Regions from separate parts of the Mus musculus genome. Here region 2 is linked to region 1. Evidence: chromatin contacts called from public HiChIP or PLAC-seq data. All regions are on one chromosome and are shown on one strand. The core of a region is the stretch at or near the end of the contact, and the rest is flanking DNA. Distances in the headings are between cores, read along the strand shown. Region 1 holds the start of Wdr78 (WD repeat domain 78). Region 2 overlaps Wdr78 (WD repeat domain 78).

Region 1 (3,814 bases), core at 406-2,905:
TAATGCCATCCTAAAACACGTAGAGAAATTTGACCCTTCAAAGGATAGTTTGGGTTCCTTTCATAATCTTTTTCATATAATTTCATCCAGTGGCCTTATTTTATCATCTTATCAATATTTGCAAACTAGTTATAAATCTTAACGTTGCTGATGTCACTTTTATATCACCCAAAGTCTTGGAAGGGTTGGCCATTAGCACGCCTACAACACCAGCACAGACAATAATCATGTTTTTATTACATGAGGGAGCTTGCCTTTGCCCTCCCTTCATCTCCAGTCGTGCCCTTGCCTACCAGCATCACATCCGTCTTGTCTGCATTGAACCTCAACCAGTTGGTTCTTAACCACGTCCGAAACTCAGCCAGGCACTGGGAGAATCGAGCCACCACACCATCTGGATTAAAGGAAAGAAAGCCTCAGTAGCAAAGAGACAGAGACAGTTACCTCAAGCTCACTCAGTCTCACATTTTCAAAAGATGTCCCAGAACCAGGTCAACCGCCCCGTGGGAATTTCAGCAAAATGAAACAAAGATTGAGTCCTGCAATTTATAAGCAATGCTAAAGATTACAAAGAACCCAATAATTACATTTCTGTATTTCACCCATGATTTGAGAAAAGTCTAGTCAATTCCGGGTCATCTCCGTTAAGCGGTCTTAGAAACCTAGCTGGTCTTAAAATTGCCTAAGGTCTTCTGCAAAATTACAAAAATTGAGGTTTAATAGAAAAACTGAAGCCCTCCCCGGGAGTGGGGGAAGAGACTTGCCCAAGGTCACACAACATGCAAGGACCAGAGATGGGAACCAGGCCAGCAAGCATCTACATTACAAGCTAAAAGAATAAGGCCACTCGCGGGGGAGATAGGCACTGGGAGCGGCTGGTTCCCTGCAATGCTGTCTCTGAGTCTCTCGCCCCTCTAGCTCCCTCCGACAACGGCAGGTTGACCCAGGTTGCGCCTATCACCTCAAGGGATGCTCTGCTAAGAGAGCCAACCTCAACTGGCTGGACAGCTAGAGAAATCAGGGGCACAGAGGTGGAGCCACGGGGGAGTGGCCAGGAAGCCACACCCCTGCCGCGGAGCGAGGGCCGACCGAAAAGGGCGGGAGCTGGCCTGCCCGCCCCGCAAACTCACTCCGCAGCGTAATCCCGGCGCGCCGCGGAAGCGGCGAAGATTGGGCGCCGCCGCCGCCACCGCGAAGGCCGAAAGACCGGGGAGGGGCGGGGCGGAAACTACGCATGCGCGCCAGACGGCAGCGCCTCCAAGCCGCCAGCCCTCCCGGTACACTCGGGCAGCCCCGCCCCGGAAGTTAGGAGTCTTCCGGGCGGCGCTCTCCCGTGGGGGGAGGGGAAGTGGGGAAAAGGAGACTGCGAGCGCCCCTGGGGCCCCGGTTCCCGATCGAAGGATGGGTAAGATGGTCTGTGGAGGCTGCACTTACAGCCGCCGCTGCTGCCGCCGCCTCCGCTGCTGCCGCCGCCGCCTGGAGACGCCCCATCCATCCGCCTGCAGCCGGGAGACTCGCAGCCTGGGAGGGGCCTAGGGCCTGGGCCGCCCGCCTCCTCCGAATCGTCGCCCGAGCTTCCTCCAGCTCCACCAACCCTCTACCCTCCCCTCCGCCTCCGCCCTCCTCCTCCACCTCGAGCGGCCAGCCAACCGCGCGGCCGCTTCTTGAGCCAGGCTCCGCGGTCGCCATGGCGCCCGGCAAACATTCCTGAGCTGCTGAGCGGGCAGTTGGGAGTCCGGGCATCGCCGAACCTGCTGGGGAAGGGGGCGCCGAGCCCTGGTCTAAAAAGTCACCACCATGCATAGCTCTCCGACGAGCACCCGCAAGCAGGCCAGCTTCGCCGCGTAAGTTCCGCACTAGATCCGTGTGGCCCGTTCCTCTAGATCCCGGAGAGACAGCCAGCCCTTCGGTTTGGAAAGGGGTTCCCAACGCATTCGATCCCGCGGAGCCCCCCAGGCAGCGCCGGATCCTCTGGCTTGATTCGGTCTGTGTAAAAACTCCCGCTGCCGTGCTAGACCGGAGTTTGTCGAGGACCACCCTGCCTATTTCTTCCAAGCGCTTTTTCTTGTATTCTTTCATTAGGTCTCTCAACTTCCAAGCTGTCTCGTGTTCTGGCTCCTTGGTCTCTGAGCAACCAAAGCTAATTTTAATATGTACGCCAGCAGAGGATTTTTTTTTTTCATCTCTTTCTGCCAGCTTACCTTAAGACTCTTAACTGCTTAGTTCATGCCGCTAAGCTAGGAGAAAGGCCCAAAGATAATGTGGACTCGTGTGGCGTTGAACTTGGAAGTGGTTTGAATTTTCATTAAAATATTCCCCCTTTCATGCTCGAACATTTCAGTGGTTTTGCGGTCTTCCCAGAGCAGCCACATCTTTTCTTCCAACATCCTCTCAGCTAATTCGCCCTTTGAACTTACTGAAAGTTCTGAGGAGAGAGCCTTGCATTTGCCCTTGAGTTAAGTGCTCAGCCTTACATCGCTTCTCCGAAAAAGCGCTTTCCAATAGCTTACAACAGTCGGTTGGCACTTTAGTTGTTAACTAGCCAGTCACCAGCTTTGATCTAAATGACCACTTACTTTACTGAGTTTTGAAATGCTTCAGTTAGCTAATAGGACATTTTTCAATCTTCACTAGGCTCGTGGCTAGTTTCTGCTGTTATGTATCAATGTCTGTTTGTGTTTATAGATCAGGGTCTTTCGCCCTGTGTAGCCCTGGCTGATATGGAACTGGTTTGAAAGTGCTGGGATTAAATAAAGGCTTGGGCCACCTGGCCTGGCCTTCTTTTTCAAAATAGTTTACTAATCTGTCTCCTTCCTAAATATGTGTTGTGGAGGCAGGTGGTTCACTTCGTTGTTGCCTTGTGCCTTTCAAAGTTAAGTATATGCATGATTCACAAGTTTTCTTATCTCTTCAAGATCTCTCTCAAGAAAACAAAACTGAAGCAATTACACCCAGTGTGCTCGAAATTCATCCTCAGCGCTGTAATTTACTGCCCCTTTGTTTCCAGTCCGCAGCCATCCCAGTTCATTAAACTGCAACCCTTGCACTTCCTCGGTATGGGTCCTGCATCTTTACTGCCAAGCATTGAGGGCCACTTCACTTCGTCAAGTAGCTGTGCTCTCCAGACCTAACAGTCATTTCTGCATTGGAATAGCTGGCTGAATCGTCTGCTTGCCAACACCCTCCACATAGTAGTCTGCACAAAACTTCCTTAAGCTTTTCCCTTTCCCTCTGAGCTCCCTTTCTTCCAAGTCCCCACGGGATCTGGCTTTGGATTATGCCCCTTGAGTATGATGTAACATCCCGCAGCACGCACACACACGCACATATACACACACATAGGCCAGGAACGCTATTACGCTTCGAGTTTATCCCCATGAGTATATTATATTCTCCAGGTTTTTTTTTTTCCTTAGTTTTTCAAGACAGGGTTTCTGGAACTCTCTGTAAACCAGGCTGGCTCTAATTCACAGAGATCTTCCTGCCTCTGCCTCCAACCTCTTGGGATTGTGGGTGTGCCCCCCCCCCCCCCAGCTCATATTATGTCCTCTTTTGTTTTGTGCACTGCTGTAGACTCTTACCTAGAATGGAGAACATCTTTAGTACACATTGGTAAACTGAACAAATAAGTAGATACATACACATTTGTAGCTTGTTACTTAAGTTTTTTTCCTTGCTTAATTTCTGTTTTGCCTTTATGGAGATATTAAAGTGAAACTAAATTAAATTTATACAAATTAAGACAAAAATGATATAACACTTATTAATGCAAAACAAACACAAAAGCTACCATGATTTTCATTTCAAAGGGGAT
Region 2 (3,767 bases), core at 969-3,468, 75 kb after region 1:
CAGTGATTTCCACACTGACAGCCTGGCATGTGCACATACACATACACATGTGCATCTCCCTGTATAGGAAAGGTTTGTTTCTTTTATTAAAAAAAAAAATGTACACGCCAAAGTGACCTTTGTTGATTTGGTGTGTATGTAGTGTGTGTGTGTGTGAGTGTGTGTGTGTGTGTGTGTGTGTGTGTGTGTGTGTGTGTGTGTGTGTGTATGTGAGATGTAAGTGGGGAGGGCATCAGAGACTCACTCCTACTGATGCTGGAGCTAGATTGGCAGTCAGCAACTCCTGTCTCTGGCCACCCACAGTGCTGGGGTTACAGGCACTCACAGGACTACATCCAGCTTTTTATGCAGGTGCTAGGGATTTGAACTCAGGTCCCCATGCTTATGAGGTGATTGCTTTTCCCCTGGAGAGCCTGAGCTGTCTCTCCAGTCTGTATTCATTGATTATTTGGGTATGTATTTTGTAAACAAAGAAAGTTAAACCATGCAGCCCTTGTGCCTTGTGCTCATTGGATTGCTTTTGGACCCCATGTTCTTTCTCTCACTGCCAGTCAACATCTGTGGGCTTCTTCAGGAGAAGGGTTTTCATTCTTGAGTTCTGAGAGCTTGAAGTGGAATGATTTCTAACATTTCGGTGCTTCCTAGAGGACTCCAGCGTAGGAGATAATACAAGGCCGAAGGGTGGCTCCAGCCCTGGCCCAGCAAATGGACTCTGGTTAGCAGTAATGTAAGCAAACGCCATGGTCCACATCTTGAGAACTAAAAGGCTGAAGTAAGTATAGCCAAGGTGTAAAAGAACAGAGAAAGGTTTATTAGCCACAGAAAACAAAGAGAACACAGGAGTTATTGCCAAAGCAGTGCCCATCTTGCTTAATGGCTAACAGGTTCCTGTCTGACAGAAACATGAGACCAGGTCCAGGGCTTGCAATTATAACTTTTTAGTACAGCTAACCTTTGGTAGTATGTACTAACCATTATCTTTTGTGACAGCAGAAACACCAGCCCTTTCCTTCACATGATGATGGTTGATCGCTGGGTGGCTTAAGTTTTGCTTTAAAGAGTTAGAGTTTGGAAACTCAGTGGAAGTTAATTCATTGGGCCTTTTAGGAAAAACCTTTTCCATGGCTAGTCTGTAGAGAGTACTCGTATATACTTCATTGACTACTATGGCAGATATTTGCCATATATATATATATTTTTTTTTTTGCTTAATGTGTGTGTGTGTGTATGTATAAACTAAAGGAGAATATTTCAATGGTAGAATGTTTAAAAAATATAGACATGTAATAGAGTACTGTTGAAAGCTATGAAGGCATTCTTTGATTGGTCAGATCATGCACAGCATGACTGTGTCTGTCTTAGGGACTCAGGATACATCACTGAGCAAACTACAGGACTGATCCATTTCATTAGCCCGAGTGAGAGACAGATTTGAAAAGCACGTGGAGGCTGGCTCCGGCTGGGCTTGTTAAGTGGAAACTGCAGAACGAGGAAGTGCCAGAGGCAGCAAGTGCAGTACAAGCCAGAGGATGGGAAGTGACTTCTGAGATACAGGGGCTGTTAGTGTTTAGCACTTAGGAATGGTTGGCATTTCCATCTCCCATCATCTTCAAGTTTTCTCAGGACCCTTTCTGCCGTGTGGTAGAGAAGACATGGCTTGACTGCTTGGTCTACTCTACGTTTTTTTCTCCCCCTCCGCCTCATCCGTAGTTTTCACCCTCTTCTATGTGATCATCTCGTGGTTTTCTAGTACAAATAAGTATCAATACGTGAAAATACAAACCCACATGGAAATGAAGAAGTCAGCCACGGACAGGTCAGGAAGTGCAAGCGAGGAAGCTCAGGCTGAGGCACGGAGGGCAAACAGGAGGTGCTGCTAACCCTGTCTTTCCATAAAATCCCTGTAAAAATGTTTGTCCAGCTTCATAAAAAGAGGCATCCCCTAGGAAAGCAGCTTTATGCCAGGAAGCCACTGTCATTATTTAAGCCTTGCTCTGCTGCTCTCCTCTTTTACAGTCTTGTTGGGTACGCATTAAAGGCGGACATCTAACTTACAACTTTCAAATGGCATTTTAACGACAGCTTTACTGTTCAGGTTGGATTTTATTGTATTGTAATTGTGTGGTTTTCCTTCCTTTTCAGGGAGACGTAATCAACATTCTGCTTGGGCCCAAGACAAACCACACAGGATGATCTGTCACTCTCCTTACGCTTTGTTCTTCTCTAACGGAAAGGGACCAACATCATCTGCTGTAAGCTTAAGAGTCTGACTTGAAGAGAGCAGTATGTAGGCTACAACTTCCATTCCAATTGACTTAGCTTTTATTTCAGAAACAAGGGATTAGTTTGTAATTTAAGATAAGCTAAAGATTTGTGCTGGGATTGTCTTAATTTTCTAAAGATATTTCTGTTCCACTTCTTGGTCATATTTAAAATACTTATTAGCAAGTATGTATACCTATAAAATATCCCAATAGCTTAGAAAATGGCTTCTTAAAAAATTCAGACACTTTGAGGATTACTTAAGACACAGTCATTAGAAAACACAATTCCAACAGTGTCAAACTAACTTCCCAAGCTTGGCTTTGGGGGCTTCCAACTGCACTGCCACCTCGGGGAGCACAGTGAGCACTCACACGGGACTCAGAACATCAGTGCTCCCCACTTAAACCTGAGCCTGAAACTACAGAACTTTGTCCCACCGATTGGCAAGCTACAGGACAGAACAACAGATATAAGCATCACATATGCTGGCTAGCCAGCATCCCACTTATCTGTCAGCAGGGGAACAATAATCCGAAATGCATTGCTAGCTTCCTCTCAAAGGACCAGAGTCATCTGCAGAGTCAAATGCATTGAGGCCAGACTTAAATTGTCTTAGAAAGAAAACAGAAGGTCTCAGACATACAGACCAGGTCAGGGTGTTTTCTAAAGTAGTCTAGACAGAGACTGGGCAGTAAGGGTGGGTATACACCCACACACACACAACCCCCCACACACACCCACACAGACTTGGAAGGGGTTATCCATGTGGGTCACCCTAACTAGTGTTCAGGTGTTGAATGGGGCCATAGGGCGTGACAGCCTTTTCTGTAAGGTGTTTTGAGTGGAGGAAAGAAGCCAGGGTGTGTAAATTTCACAAAAAATTTGGAGATCTTTTGTGTCTATGGTGGTGATAAGAGTCCACAGGGCAGTGAGAACTACCTACTACGCATAGCCATTGCTTCATGGTCTCCATTTCTTTGGAGCTATGTGTTAGACAAAAGCAAGGCGATTTTAGCTGGCTCTTGGGTTTAGGCCAGGTCATAAAGATTAGATATTTTCTGCTGGCGTAAGTCACTGTGGTTGGCTTTCTAAAAAATATTAAACTGTGTTACTTTGAGTAAGAAAAATAAAAATTTGATTTAGTTGAAAATGTATTCATTTTATTTTAATTCCTTTTAATTTATATTTTTTTCTCTTGTCTTCATCAAGCCTAGCTGAGAAATAAAGGCATTATTTTGGACCCTGGACAACTGATCTCAGGATTGGACCTACTCTACTTCATTTTTTTTTCTCTAGATGATGCAGGCTTAAGTGATTGTTTCCTATGTGTAGACTGGAGAGTGTTTGTGTGTTTTATATTGAGGGATTTCACAGGGAATTTCTTTGCCTGTTTTCTAGAATAGCTTTGGTTCCTTATAGTAAACTCCATCGTATGGGAATCCTACCCATGCCTTAGTCATCCCACCTGTAAGTACATATGCACATGTGTGTGCAGTTCGGAA

What was found. HiChIP or PLAC-seq counts read pairs in DNA pulled down with a chosen protein or histone mark.
Region 2: a contact with region 1 is called in an H3K4me3 HiChIP or PLAC-seq map of the SCID.adh cell line, with 22 read pairs. The contact joins the enhancer-like site here to the promoter of Wdr78 in region 1. A contact is called at or near these places in 13 of 39 promoter capture datasets (the 3T3-L1 cell line, 3T3-L1-derived adipocytes, the HPC-7 cell line and 9 more), 1 of 15 datasets of contacts at CTCF or cohesin (CD8 T cells), 6 of 484 Hi-C or Micro-C datasets (CD4 T cells, CD4 single positive thymocytes, CD8 T cells and 3 more), 4 of 115 datasets of contacts at active chromatin or transcription factors (the SCID.adh cell line, double positive thymocytes, embryonic stem cells and 1 more) and 2 of 9 other capture datasets (adipose tissue and pancreatic islet).

What each region holds. Positions count from the first base shown.
Region 1 is chr4:103,112,140-103,115,953 of GRCm38.p6, reverse strand. Wdr78 (WD repeat domain 78) reads left to right here and starts at 1,655. Exons shown (of 17, transcript NM_146254.4): 1 at 1,655-1,844. The coding sequence starts at 1,798. It also overlaps a transcript of Mier1 not described here.
Region 2 is chr4:103,037,717-103,041,483 of GRCm38.p6, reverse strand. It overlaps Wdr78 (WD repeat domain 78), which reads left to right. Exons shown (of 17, transcript NM_146254.4): 17 at 2,143-3,419. The coding sequence ends at 2,193. Among named protein-coding and RNA genes, the nearest start is that of Insl5, 13 kb to the right of the region's middle. Within about 2 kb of position 2,218, at least 36 of the 459 cell types and tissues checked have an H3K27ac peak or open chromatin away from gene starts, as enhancers often do. A contact at or near this core is called in CD4 single positive thymocytes, CD8 T cells, DN3 thymocytes and 4 more, where this site is marked.